4 separate regions of the Mus musculus genome follow, and regions 1, 2 and 3 are each linked to region 4. The links are chromatin contacts, called in public promoter capture Hi-C maps. All regions are on one chromosome and are shown on one strand. The core of a region is the stretch at or near the end of the contact, and the rest is flanking DNA. Distances in the headings are between cores, read along the strand shown. Region 1 has its middle 6.8 kb from the start of Urm1. Region 2 overlaps Miga2 (mitoguardin 2). Region 3 overlaps Lrrc8a (leucine rich repeat containing 8A VRAC subunit A). Region 4 overlaps St6galnac4 (ST6 (alpha-N-acetyl-neuraminyl-2,3-beta-galactosyl-1,3)-N-acetylgalactosaminide alpha-2,6-sialyltransferase 4).

Region 1 (3,552 bases), core at 820-3,319, 2.8 Mb after region 4:
CTACCTCCCCACTCCTTTCTAGTTTGTGTGTGTGTAGGCCAGGTTAGCCTGTGTCACTCCTCAGGAGCCATCCATTTTAATTATTTTTGGGACAGGGTCTCACTATGTAGCCCTGGTTGGCCTTGACATACATACATACACACACACACACACACACACACACACACACACACACACACACAGGCCAGGTTGGTTCAATCTCACAGAGATGTCTGACTGCCTATGGGATTAAAGACTTGGACTAGCTATTAAGCTTGACTTTTCTTCCTATCTCTTTCCTCCTTCCTTCCTCCCTCCCTCTCCCTCTCCCTCCCTCCCTCCCTCCGATTATTAAGGACAGGCTGGAGAGACAGCTCAGTAGCTGCACTGGCTGCTCTTCCAATGGACCAGGGTTCAATTCCCAGCACCCATATGATGATTCACAACTATCCAAATTCCAATTCTAGGAAGTCCTACAGCCCTCTTCTGACCTCCTGGATACCGGCTACATACATGGTACACATACATATATACAGGCAAAATAAAATAAAACTAAAAAAAAATGTTAAGGAAAATAAAAACTCCCACAAGTGGGAGGAGTTCCGAAGGAGAAATAACAAACCTTGAATTTTTCCCCCCTTAGACAAGTTCACCGAGACGGGATGGGGGGGCCTTGAGGATGTGTGACTGGCCAGTGAGGTCCCACCAGACCGAGTTACTTCCACAGCTCTTCATAATGTTTTTGTTTTTAGATTTCTGTGTGTGTGTGTGTGTGTGTGTGTGTGTGTGTGTGTGTGAGAGAGAGAGAGAGAGAGAGAGAGAGAGAGAGAGAGAGAGCAGAACAGGGTGAATTCTCTGGAGCTGGCTGCTAGGGACCAAATGGTCCTCAGAAAAAGCAGCAAGCCCTTTTAGAGAGAGAGAGAGAGAGAGAGAGAGAGAGAGAGAGAGAGAGAGAGAGAGAGAGCAAGCAGAACAGGGTGAATTCTCTGGAGCTGGCTACTAGGGACCAAATGGTCCTTAGAAAAAGCAGCAAGCCCTTTTTTGTTTTTTGTTTGTTTGTTTTGGTTTTTGGAGACAGGGTTTCTCTGTGTAGCCCTGCTATCCTGGAACTCACTCTGTAGACCAGGCTGGCCTCGAACTCAGAAATCCGCCTGCCTCTGCCTCCCAAGTGCTGGGATTAAAGGCGTGCGCCACCACTGCCTATCACCCCAACAGTTCTGATGGGAGTCCCTTTCAGGAACTTGATGAATCCAAGTTCAGGCTTCATCTGAACAGAAGTCTCTGCAAAGAACTCATGCTGGCAGCACTGAGCCTGATGCTACTGCCACTTCGCGTCCAGAACCAAGCTTAACCTATCAGTTAGAAACAGTACAGGCTGGGTATTGTGTTCCCTCAAAGAACATTTGTCTACTGAGCTCTGTGGTGCCAAGCAGTAGAGCCACTGGACTACACCTTGTATATTCCTCCCATTTTTCAGATGACAAAACTGAGTCTCCGAAGGCCGTGCCTTCGGGATCCTGGCCCTCCCCACTACTTCTCACTTAAGGCCAGAGTCTCACAAATAACTTTCCCCTAGTATCCCTTGCAGTAGAGGGTCCGGGGCCCCAGCCAGAGAGCCAGGGCGTAGTCCTCCATCCTCTCTGAAGCTCCAAGAGAGACAATGGCAGGTCGCAGCGGAGGCGAGGGCGCAAGTGCCCCCCTGCCCGCCGCCCTTTGTTTTCCCGCCTGCCCCCTCGCGCGCCCCGGGAGGCTGGGAGGCGCCTCTCACAGGCTTCCTCCTCCCATTCTTGTGCTAATTGGGTGTCAAGCTGAGATCAGTGAGAAAGAAATCCGCCCGGGCTCGGGTTAAACTGCCGCCAAAGACTAGGGCTGAGCCCAGAATTTGATTAGGCCGGGAGGAAGCCGCGGCCCGGGGGAGGGGTGGCTAAGCTTTCAGGGCCCCTTTGAAAGTCACTGGGTCGCCCCCTCCTCTCCCGCCCTCTCCACAACCGCCTCTAGGGGCCTCTGGAAGATATTTAACCTTCTTCCTAGGAATTGAAAGCGATAGCCACACACTGGCCTGGGCAGCCACTTGCCTGTCCAAGCACTGCTGGACCTCCAAGGATGCAGGAGGCTGGCTCCTTCCAGCAGCGCCCTGTTCAGCAAGGAGGCGGAGCGGGGTGGGGGCGGGGACGTTTACCTCCAGACTCTGATGTTTGGAGAGGCTTTACTCCTCCTCGTCTCTGGTTCCTCATCAGCAGGCGGAGGATAAAGTCCTACCTGTTCTGTGCTTGGTGGCCATTAAGAGTCAATAATGGAGTGGTTGACCTCCAAGGGGGCCCCTTCGGGAAGGGTTCCCTGCCCCCACCTTCCGGCAATGACTCCTTTCCCCAACCATACAGCTCTATCGCCTTACGGGTTTTTACTAGTTATTTATTTACTCTGTTAATTGTGTATATATATATCCTGTTACTGCAGTGTTTGCACAGTCCAGAAGAAGGCATCGAATGGACTCCCCAGAACTGGAGTCAAAGGCAGCAGATTCGCGTCACTCCATGATGGTGCTGGAGTCTCTAGTCCTCTACAAGAGCAATATGAATTCTTAATGGCTGAGCTGTCTCTCTGGACCCTTATATTTCAAATTTATATTTCAACCCTTCTGATAGCATCTTCCTCTGAAGTATAGTCATACTCTAAAACAAAATTTATTTTTGTCTTATGCATATGCATACATATGCATGCTTTGCCTGCATGTATGTGTGCTGTGTATGGGTGCTGAGAACCCCTCAGCAAGTTAGCCACTGAGAGCCATCCTTCCAGTCTGCCCCACCCCTCCCCTTTGACAGCGTCTCACTATGCTCCCTCGCTGGCCTGAAACTATGTAGACTAGGTTGGCTTGAAAGCAGAGATCTCTGCCTCTGCTTCCCAAGGGTTGGGATCAAAGGTGTGAAGACCCATGCCCATCTGGTCTACTGTTTCTTTTGTGGGCCTTGACCTAGTCTGCCTGGCATGCTTCCTTGAAAGGCTTCCTGGTGCTAGGCCCTGGTGCAAAGAACTCATATTCCCAGCCCTTGGGACGAGGCAGGACGATTCCTGCAAGTTGTGGGACAGATAAGGCTATACAGGGAGAACATTTCAAAGCCAACAGAGCAGTGTTCCTGTGTCCCAGGGCACACCTCATTGGGTCCATCTTCTAGCAGCTGCCACTGCTGCTCCGTGAGGTGGATCTGGGGCCTAGACCTCGCCCCCATGGCAGGCAGCTTTTTCTATCTGCTTAGGTGAACCCATAGGTGCTCTGCAACTGTCAAGTACTTAATGTGAGGAGCTGCCCAAGAGCAGTAGCTATGTAAGTTAATACTATAAGCATGTATTGGTCAATTACTGTGTGTACTCAAGAGGGCTCCGCACGGTCTGGGGACAATCAGATGCAGGTCCAAGAGCTGTCAGCCCCTCAAGGAGGGGTTAGTAGTCCCAGTGTAAAAGTGGGAACAGCCTTGTTTGGAATGTTTTGATTACATTATTAACTGCTGATTGTGTGTACGTGCACGCACGTGCGTGGGTGTTTGGGATGGACAACATACAGTCAGTTCTTTC
Region 2 (3,166 bases), core at 520-3,019, 2.2 Mb after region 4:
GGCCTCAGGCCACCTCACTTCTATTATTCATTCTATTTCAGGGAGGCCAAGGAGAGCCAGCTAAGGGCATGGGCTGGATGTGGCTAAGTGGACCATACAGCCTGGTTCTATCCACTTGCTCGGTGGACTGGGAAAGCCCCTTGTTCTCTCCACACTCAGTTTCCTTATCTGCTAGCGCAGACTGCAACAGAGCTGACCATGGCTAGGGTGGGGTGGGGGGGGGGGCGGGGGTTGGGGTTGGGGACATGAAGAAGCAGCCTGGAGCTCATTTTGGGGCAGATGGAAGGCACTGGGGCAATCTCCAGGCAAGGGTGAATGCAGCACTTGTTAGGGCTTACAATTCTGGCATCGTGGGCATCACTGTTGGACAAGGAGGACATGGGGCACCATATGCATGAGACCAGGTGTTAAAGCCAGAGATGGGAATCCTCAGAGTTCATTTTCTTCACTATTAGACACTAAACAGACCTTTTCCATACTCTCTTCTATGTGAACAGTCTAAATAAACAATAACTGAGGGACAGTGTGCTAGACACAGAGGGCCAGCACAGACAAAAGTCCAAAGCAGGTGGAGGGTCTGGCGTGCCCCCAAGACCCCAGTGCCCCAAGCTGCACAGGGCAAAGTATGGCCAACATAACCACAGATCAGCACTCAGGCCATGGCTGAGGGCTGGCGGGTCTTAAACCACGGAAGACAAGGGTTTACACGGGGCTTTTAGAGCATTCCTCCAGCAAGGACTAGCGAGAAGGACCAGAGGACAAGCTTTGCTCCAGCAGAGCCTCAGGAAGCTGAGGCAGGAGCATTGGCATGAGTTTGAGGCCAGCCTGGGCCTCAAAATCAGAAACAAAAAAACAACCAAAAGAGGAGCAGTGAGATGTGGTGGTGGTGAAGGCCTCTACCATGATCCTGACAACTGAGTTCAGTCCCTGAACCCCGACAGTAGAAGAGAGCCAATCCCCATCAACTGTCCTCTGACTTCCACATGTGTACAGTGGTATGTGCACACACACACACCCCCCACGGCCCTATACTCATGCACACCACACCAAATACAAATTTCTTTTCTTTTTTCTTTTTTTTTAATTTTTTGAGACAGGGTTTCTCTGTGTAGCCCTGGCTGTCCTGGCACTCACTTTGTAGACCAGGCTGGCCTCCAACTCATAAATTCGACTGCCTCTGCCTCCCAAGTGCTGGGATTAAAGGTGTGAGACACCACGCCCGGCCTCAAATACAAATTCCTAAATGCAATTAGCAACTGAAGAAGCTGGCATGTCACGGCTATGCATGCTTTTTACCCCATCCCTTGGGAGGCAGATGCAGGAGGACAAGATATCAGGGTTGTCTCAGCCACACAGCTGGCCTGTGTCACAGAAGCCCTATCAAGAGACTGGCTCCAACGCAGTAACAAAAGCACTGGTGAGTGATAAATATGAAAACTTATGCAAGCTCTTCCATAAGCAAAGAGCAAGGGAGCCGTGAATAGCGACAAAAGGTCAGGATTACAGAAACCCAGTCTGAGCCAAGACAAGCGGATAGACTCCTATGCTGCCAACAAGGACCTAAAGTGACAGTCCCTTAAAACATCCTTCTGCCAGGACCTGCGACAGAGCCTCCCAGGTCCCAGATGGGACCCACCACAGCGCACCCGCCCACAAGGTGAAGTGCTTTGCTACCAGGGCAGCACACTGGCGAGGGGAGGTGGATGTACTGCCCTGAGAAACCACTGAGCAGAAACTGCAAGCTGTTTGCACAGAACAGGCCAGAAGGTAGGCAATGACACCATGGTCAGAGTGTCCATAGAGCAGAGGGCACTTGGGACTCCAGCAAGGGTGGCCATGGACAGATGCAGGGGACCCTTCTGCGGTCTGCATTTGTTTGTTTGTTTTATTTTTCAAGACAGAGATTCTCTGTGTAGCCCTGGCTGTCTTCAAACTCAGTCTGAAGATCAGGCTGGCCCTGAACTCACAGATTTGCCTGCCTAAGGGATACCCCACTACCACTTACTTGGCTTGTGGTTTGTGTTTCATTATTGGCCAATTTTACAAAGCTGTACTGCTAGAATCACCAAGTAAGAAAGAGTTCACGTCTCTAGTTTTCCAAGTGGAGCAGGAGCCAGGGACCCACAAGCCTTTCTCCGTGCCTATGGCTCTAGGAAGATGCCGGGGTTTTAAAGTGTTTGTGCACGTGTGCAGGCCAGAGAGAAAATCAGAAGACGTTCCTCAGACAGGGTCTCTCACTGTGGCTGGGGGCTCACCACTCAGACTGACTGGCCATGGATCGGCCATTCCGCCTCCACAGCACTAGCAGTAAACATACTCTAGCACACGTGACTTCTTCACAGATGGGTTCTAAATTCAGGTCCTCAGGCTTACAGACCGCACTTGACCAGCCGAGCCATCTTCGCAGCCCAAGCTCTGTCTGAATTATCACTGTGTTGGCATGCATGATGAGTGTGGACCCATCTCTACCACAGCTGCTGTGGAGGAACTCTGGGGGCTTGGCTCTCTCTTTTCACAATTCGTTTGGGGATCTTATTCAGGTTGCCAGTCCTGTACCCACTGAGTCACCTCACAGGCCCAAGATTTTTGTGTTAAAAACCCAGTCAACAGTCGACAAAACAAAACAAAGCAAAGCAAAAGCCCAGCCTGAGGTAAGGTTCTGAGGGGAATCTGAAGCAGGCCCACGCCAGCTACCTTCTCAGCCTTGGTCATCAGGCCCGTCACCATCTGCCGGCCGACCTCCCCAAAGAAGATCTGGTTGCTTCTTTCTTCTAGAAGCCCCTGAGGAAAGAAGAGGGTAAGGAGCAGCCTTCCAGAGCCAGTGGAGAGGGCAGAGTTATGGCCGGGCATGGGGTGGCCCTGTACTCGGCAGGCCCAACCCCCTCCCTCGTGGTCCTTGCACCACACCCACCTCAAAGGCCTGCCGTACACAATGCAGCTTGGCTAGGAAGTCCTGGTCACTGTAGCAGCCCAGCAGCTCTGTCCTGAGGAGAGGGACAGACAGTGTCACACCACCTGGTCCTACCTGGCAAAGACCCAGTGGAGGGTAGGGTGTACCTTGGGTGAGGTGGAGGGGACAAAGGTCCAATCTGGCCCTGCCTCAACCTAGCAGTGTGACCTCAGGTTGGTGCCAGTCTCCCTCTATCCTTCAACCTCTCCTCAACCG
Region 3 (3,298 bases), core at 769-3,268, 2.3 Mb after region 4:
ACCTGAACTGCTTTGGCACTAGGGCAGGGCTTCCCAAACAGGTCTGTCCTCTGCAAACACATAGGGGTGCGGCTGTGTTCTGGTAAAAGGTAACAGGCAAGGGCGACCTCCTGGACTACCCCCACTGGCCACTGGAATCCAGTATACAGCTTAGCCGTTATAGCTTAGACCCAGCCACTGCCCTTGCTATGTGCCCAGTTCTGCTTGCCCCTCAGCTTCCAACATCATGGCAAACCATTTGGTGGCTCCCAACCTCACCAGTGAGTGACTTGGGAAAAGAATTCCATCTCATCTGTAAAACAGCTGTAATATTTGTTTCTTTTGGAGGGTTGCAGGGGGTCCCCCAAATGAAGTGGTCCCCAAAAAGCTTTTGGATCATTTCTATGCAGTAAAAATGTTTACTATAGTTTTTATTAGGGGTTGTTTGAGATGTTGCCCAGGCTGCCTCTGTAAACTCATGAGCTCCTCCTGTCCAGCTAAAGCAGCCTGGACTCCAGGCACACTGCTGCTCTCAGAACAGGAGGGCTGAAAGTCCCTTACAATATGAAGAGCTTGAGGTCCGGAGAGGTGAACGGATTTGATGTTATAGGATCGGGTGGCACGACAGACCTAGATCCGACTTGCTACTGTGCCAAGCAGTCCTAAGACGACAGGTCTGCCTCCTCAGCCTTGCCACCTCCACAGCCTCGCCGCCTCCTCAGCCTCGCTGCCTATTCAGCCTCGCTGCCTCCACAGGCCTCGCTGCCTCCTCAGCCTCGCTGCCTCCACAGCCTCGCTGCCTCCTCAGCCTCGCTGCCTCCTCAGCCTCGCTGCCTCCACAGCCTCGCTGCCTCCACAGCCTCGCTGCCTCCACAGCCTCGCCACCTCCACTGCCTTTCGAGGTGCTTCTTAGGAAGAGCCTCCTCTTGACGAGGCATGGACAGAAATGAGGCCTTTGTAAGCAGGTCATACTCAGGGGCCTCTAGCACTCCAGGTGTTAAGGAAACTGGAGCCCAATTTTGGGTCTGCACCCCTGGGAACAAAGTAGCCTTGAAGACTGGTCATGACCTGCTATGAACATCTGCTGTGTCTTCTGAGATTGGTTAAGAAATGTAGGTGTAAGCACCCTGGACAGGCTGCAGAACCATTTGCTGTGGGACCAGGGGAACAGGTGCTGGCCTGGACAAGCAGGCAAGGGGACCCAGCTAAAGGCAAGCTGCCTATCCACTCCCCAAATCAGAACCTAAGGACCCAGCTGGGGAATGCACGGTGCCCCCGGCCAGGGTTCTGCCATGCCACCTAACTGGGCACACATTTGTCATCTGAGTGTCAGAGAGGGCACAGGTTTGGCAGATGCGCCTCGGAGATGGGGGTCACATGTGAAACCATGGAATTTTACAGCCACTTTTACTCTAGAGGGAGTGTGAGGCTGTAATGCAGCAAGCAATTTAATTTTGAGATTTCAAGCTCTCAAGAGACAGAAAAAAAACTTACCAGGAGATCTCAGGACATCTGCAGTGGGGTCACAGCCTTCCAGAGTCTCAGTTCCATGAATCTGCTGTGACTGAAGACAGCTACAGCGTACTCATATACATAAACTAAATAAATAAATCTGTAAAAACCTACTGATATTTAATTGTGCCTATCAGTGGCTCTGTAGACTCAAACAACTGGGAAGCCCTTTTCCTTGTCTTCCAACCAACCTGTGGGATTTCTGTCTGAAACTCTCTGCGACCAATACAAAACTGACCTAGAGGTACTGTAAGGACAAACAGTCACGTGACAAACTCAGGCATATACAGCAATCCAATTCCACTCAAATGTTACACTTCTCCCTGAGCTGCACCTGGGCCCTAGCTCAGGCAGACAGCAGAGGTCACACCTCACCCCAGCATGATGGACTCTACTGTTTACAAGCAGAGAAGGAATTCCCATCTCACATAGGCACTTCCTCTGGTTTCCTGTTCTCCACTGCCCAGAAAGGCAAGCTTCAGTTCAAGCCAACTCTCCCCAGGGACAGAGTTCCTCAACAACCAACAGGAAGCTCCCACAGGGCAGGGCAGTCACTGCTGACCTTGTTCCCATAAACAAAAGAGTATGACAGCACCACACACCAGGCGTTTTCCACCTCCCTCTCTGATGTCAATGCCCCACACAGTCAGAAAGGCCCAGTAGGGCCCCAGGGGTGCTGCAGGAGGAATGTGCCTTCTGTTCTGTCTGCCAGCCTCCGCAGCCTGTCTGAGCCAGACACAGGCTGCCCTTCCAAGAAACAAAAGCGCTAAAAAGCACATAGCCCAGCCAGGCAGTGGTGGCGCACGCCTTTAATCCCAGCACTTGGGAGGCAGAGGCAGGTGGATTTCTGAGTTCCAGGACAGCCTGGTCTACTGAGTGAGCTCCAGGACAGCCAGGGCTACACAGAAAAACTCTGTCTCAAAAAACCAAAACACACACACAAAAACCAAAAACAAACAAAAGCAGGTAGCCCCAAAGTGACCTGACTTTCATGAAATAGGTGTCCAAGAGAAGATGGGGTCAGGACTTTACCGTTTCTCTGATGTCAAACTCTAAACAATATGGAGGGGCACATCTGTACTTCTAGCCCTCTAGAGGCTGAGGTAAAAGGATCACAAGTTTGAAACCAGGGCTGAAGAGATGGCTCAGGAGTTAGAAACATTTATTGCTCTTGGAGAAGACCCTGGTTCAATTTCCAACAGCTCATAATTGTCTCTAACTCCAGTTCAAGGGAATCTAAAGCTATCTTCTGAGCTTCAAGGATACCAGGTACCCCCATGGTGTACAGACACCATGCAGGCAAAACAGTTTATCACTCATACACATAATGAAATAAAACTAGAGAAGAGGGGCTGGAGAGATGGCTCAGTGGTTAGGAACACTGTCTGCACTTCCAGAGGACCTGGGGTTCAATACCCAGCACCCACACAGCAGCTCACAACTGCCTGTCTGTAACTCCTGTTCTAGGGGATCTGACACCCTCACACAGACATGCGTGCACTCAAACCACCAGTGTACATAAAATAAAAATAAATAAGCAATTTTAAAAAATACTAGAGAAGACGGTAGAGGAAGAAAAGGAAAAAGAAGTCATAGTAGTAATAGCAGTAGTAGTTGTTGTTTGAGGCTAGCTCAGGAGTAGGCAGCCACTACATAGATTTTGAAAGTAGTAGCCGCCACCCCAGGTACAAGAGACCTTGCCTCAAAAAGCAGAGAAAAGGCAAACTATACAGAGTATAAAGGCTCCTATCTCCAAGAGAGCTGCGTGGGACCACGCCAGTGTGAAGGCTGCTCCCACTCGTCGTGC
Region 4 (3,395 bases), core at 624-3,123:
TCCTTTTAACTGGTGAATTCTGTTATAATCTGTCAATTTGCACACATACATGCTGTGTGGATACACATCCAGGTAGAAGCCCAAGGTTGATACATAGTGTCTTCCTCGAGCACTTGCCACCATGTATCTTGAGCCAGGGTCTGTCACCATACACCAAGAACCCTGCTTGGCTAGTCTGGCTAGCTAATTTACTCCAAGGATTCCATCTCTGTCTCCCCAAAGAGATTACAGCAAGTTACCAGGCCAACCTAGTTTTTTGTGGGTTAAGCTTGCACACAGGGCACAAATGCTCTGTTTCCCAGATCCCGCCCTGCTTCTTTTGAGACAAGGTCTTGTGTACAGAGACTGTCCTGGGACTTAGGTGCTGGAACCGCAGATGTGAGCTGCTACCCAGACCTCAGGCCCATTAAGGGCCCCATCTCGTATTTGTTATACCACCCAAGAGGTAGACACTAGGCAGCCTGAATGCACACACTCAGAGAAAATTGCCACGGCTCCCACAAAAGTGCTGGGCTCTCACCTGGAGGAACTCAAGTTTATAGAGCCATGTAAAAGATTAGTTCCACTCAATAAAAGACACTGTGAAATCCCCCTCAGCTTTTTTTTTTTTAATAAGATGTTGATTTAAGAACTCATAAATCCATTTTCTGTACTACAGTATTAAAAAAAAAAATAGTGGGGCAAGCCTGTAATCCCGGGACCTGGGCATTTGGCAGGATAAGTTCAAAGCCATCTGCCACACGGCAGAGTCCAGGCCAGCCAGGGCCACGTGAGACCCTCTCCCGAAAAAGCTGGAAATATGTCCTTCTTGTGCCCTCAGTCTGGCCCTGTCCTGGCAATGGCGGGCTGTCCTGTCTCTAGTGACAATCAGCCCCATCAAGGCTTGTCGTCAGACTGGCCCTCAAAAGGCCAACTGTTTCCCTTTATTGCAAAAGAGGAAAAGGTCTAAGTGTTGACATTCAAAACCTGGATTTCCCACTTAAGAAAAACAAATGGGGCTGGAGAGATGGCTCAGCAGTTAAGAGCACTGACTGCTCTTCCAGAGGTCATGAGTTCAAATCCCAGCAACCACATGGTGGCTCACAACCATCTGTAATGGAATCTGACGCCCACTTCTGGTATGTCTGAAGACAGCTACAGTGCACTTAGATATAATAATAAAATAAACCATTAAGTCGGAGCGAGCAGAGGTCCTGAATTCAAATTCCCAGCAACCACATGATGGATGGCTCACAACTATCAGTGCAGCTACAGTGTAGTCATAAACATAAAATAAATAAATAAACCTTTAAAGAAAGAAATCTCAGACCCTGAGGAGGGAGAGAGGGAGGGAGGGAGGGAGGAGGGTAGGTGAATGCGCTGGGCACTGTGGCATGAGCCTGTGAGCCCAGCACTGAGGAGGCAGAGACAGGTAGATCCCCAAGGGGCACTCGCCAGTCTAGCCACTTAATTCCAAGCAGTGAGAGAACCAGTCTCAATCAATCAATCAGTCATCAATCAATCAAATGCCTGAGAAACAAAGCCCAAGGCTGACCGTCCACACATCCAATCCACACACAAAAGAAAGAAAACGTTCCAGAAGGGCCCAAGTGTCTGAAGAACTCTGGCCGTACTGTGGCAGACTGGACAGTGTTCACCCAGGACACCCTGGCTGGCGCTGTCCCACTGGGCCGTTCTTGGAGAGTGGAGAGCTCACACTTGCGGGAGTTCTGGTGCCCTCGTTTCCGTTTGGTGTTGGCGCTGGAGAATAAACTTAGCCCTTGACCTCGCTAATGCTGACTGAGCTGAAATGAAGCCCCAGGCCAGGCCAGCTCAGGGGTTTCATTTCTCCATTAAATCCTCACACCGCAGCTGGGCACTGGGCACTGTGTGCTGTCTGCCAGTCACCCTTTGAATCCTTGGCACAGCCCAACAGAGGCAGGGATGGGGACGTGACAGGTCTCCAGCAAGCCAGGGCTCCTGAGCATGACCCTAGGGCCACCAAACTAAGAACTGGAACTGTAGTGCCACTAACCTCAGGGTGGCTTTAGGGAGCTCTGTGACTCACAGGACCTCTGCTATCAAGGTCTAGGTTGTGAATGTCCCTCTGCCACACCAGGTGGAGCAAATATGGAGAGGTGGACAGACAGTATGGACGGGAGTCATGGCTGTCTCGGACCCTGGTGTCCCAGTTTCATGACTCCTGGGACCATACATAACCTGGACCTAGGCTGGCTCTTTATGCTCAGCTGCCACACAATGACACTTACTGCAGGAGCTAAGCCATGTTTGTGTGAGTATATGGTATGGAGACACAGAAGTCTGAAGACTTCTTGTCTTCCCAGGTTATCCCCAGTGGGCAGCCCCCCACCCCGTTTTTCATTCCCAGCATGTAGTTGGGGGTACCCAGGCAGTATCTGCTTAGTGAAAATCCTATTTCCTCCTAGACCTTGAGTACTCGGAGAGGACAAGTGACTGGCAGATGTCACACAGCTGGTGAGCAGGGAAGCTAAGCTCAGAGTCCAGGCTGGCTTGCCACCAGCCCAGCTCTCACTGTTTCCTAGAGCTGGGGACCCGCTGGCTCCCGTAGCATTGCCTGGCTGACTCACCTTCCCGTCTGGCACGCTGCTGTAGCCACTGAAGTGCAGGGGCCCTGGCACAGTGGATCTGGGGGCCGCAGGGAGGTGGCGGTCCAGGCAGGTTGCCAGGCAGAGCGGCAGGCAGGCCCAGCAGCACAGGAAGACACAGACAGCAGAGAATGTCAAGATGCACAGTGTGAGGAGCAGAAGGCGGCCCTGAGGGAGACAGAGGTCACGTGCCTGCGGGGTACCTGCAAATAACACCCAGCCTCCCCATGGAGAACCTCTGCAGCTCCATTGGTGAGACCTACTTCAGGGATGAATCTAGAGACAAGTCCCCCAATTCCCCTCTTTCCAGGTCAGGACACTCAGTTGGGGTGAAGCTGCTCAGAGCCACACAGCAAGGGTGCAAATTTCAAATGGCAGAACCCAAACTCTTATCTAGAACCCAGATACACTATGCAGTCACCCCAGGCCACTGCTACCTCCACTACCCTATCCCCAGCTGACCCAGTGTGTCCCCTGGGCTGGCTGGGCAGTCCAGGAGGTGGAGGGGGACTTTGAGGAAAGCATCACTTAAGAAATGCGTTCAGAGGCTGGAGAGATGGATGGCTCAGTGGTTAAGGCACTGACTGCTCTTCCAGAGGTCCTGAGTTCAATTCCCAGCCACCAATCAAATTGTGGCTCACAACCATCTGTAATGGGATCCGATGCCCTCTTCTGGTATGTCTGAAGAGAGTGACAGTGTACTCACATACATAAAATAAATAAATAAATAAATCTTTTTTAAAAACACTTTCAAGGACTGGCTTGGTGGTAGTGGCACGCTTTCTGTGC

Evidence for each region. Promoter capture Hi-C pulls out the DNA fragments that hold promoters and counts their contacts.
Region 1: a contact with region 4 is called in a promoter capture Hi-C map of liver, with 3 times the contacts expected there. The contact joins two enhancer-like sites. A contact is called at or near these places in 2 of 39 promoter capture datasets (liver and pre-B cells) and 1 of 484 Hi-C or Micro-C datasets (B cells).
Region 2: a promoter capture Hi-C map of liver shows a contact between it and region 4, with 3 times the contacts expected there. The contact joins two enhancer-like sites. A contact is called at or near these places in 3 of 39 promoter capture datasets (liver and pre-B cells).
Region 3: a contact with region 4 is called in a promoter capture Hi-C map of liver, with 2.7 times the contacts expected there. The contact joins two enhancer-like sites. A contact is called at or near these places in 2 of 39 promoter capture datasets (liver and pre-B cells).

The regions. Positions count from the first base shown.
Region 1 is chr2:29,818,813-29,822,364 of GRCm38.p6, reverse strand. No RefSeq gene overlaps it. Among named protein-coding and RNA genes, the nearest start is that of Urm1, 6.8 kb to the left of the region's middle. Within about 2 kb of position 2,069, at least 299 of the 459 cell types and tissues checked have an H3K27ac peak or open chromatin away from gene starts, as enhancers often do. A contact at or near this core is called in liver, where this site is marked.
Region 2 is chr2:30,377,789-30,380,954 of GRCm38.p6, reverse strand. It overlaps Miga2 (mitoguardin 2), which reads right to left. Exons shown (of 16, transcript NM_001242407.1): 10 at 2,912-2,984; 11 at 2,695-2,781. Among named protein-coding and RNA genes, the nearest start is that of Dolpp1, 13 kb to the left of the region's middle. Within about 2 kb of position 1,769, at least 21 of the 459 cell types and tissues checked have an H3K27ac peak or open chromatin away from gene starts, as enhancers often do. A contact at or near this core is called in liver, where this site is marked.
Region 3 is chr2:30,241,506-30,244,803 of GRCm38.p6, reverse strand. All of the region lies in intron 2 of Lrrc8a (leucine rich repeat containing 8A VRAC subunit A), which reads right to left. Among named protein-coding and RNA genes, the nearest start is that of Lrrc8a, 5.4 kb to the right of the region's middle. Within about 2 kb of position 2,018, at least 109 of the 459 cell types and tissues checked have an H3K27ac peak or open chromatin away from gene starts, as enhancers often do. A contact at or near this core is called in liver, where this site is marked.
Region 4 is chr2:32,588,824-32,592,218 of GRCm38.p6, reverse strand. It overlaps St6galnac4 (ST6 (alpha-N-acetyl-neuraminyl-2,3-beta-galactosyl-1,3)-N-acetylgalactosaminide alpha-2,6-sialyltransferase 4), which reads right to left. Exons shown (of 6, transcript NM_001276425.1): 3 at 2,589-2,774. Among named protein-coding and RNA genes, the nearest start is that of Gm23369, 3.1 kb to the left of the region's middle. Within about 2 kb of position 1,873, at least 13 of the 459 cell types and tissues checked have an H3K27ac peak or open chromatin away from gene starts, as enhancers often do. A contact at or near this core is called in liver, where this site is marked.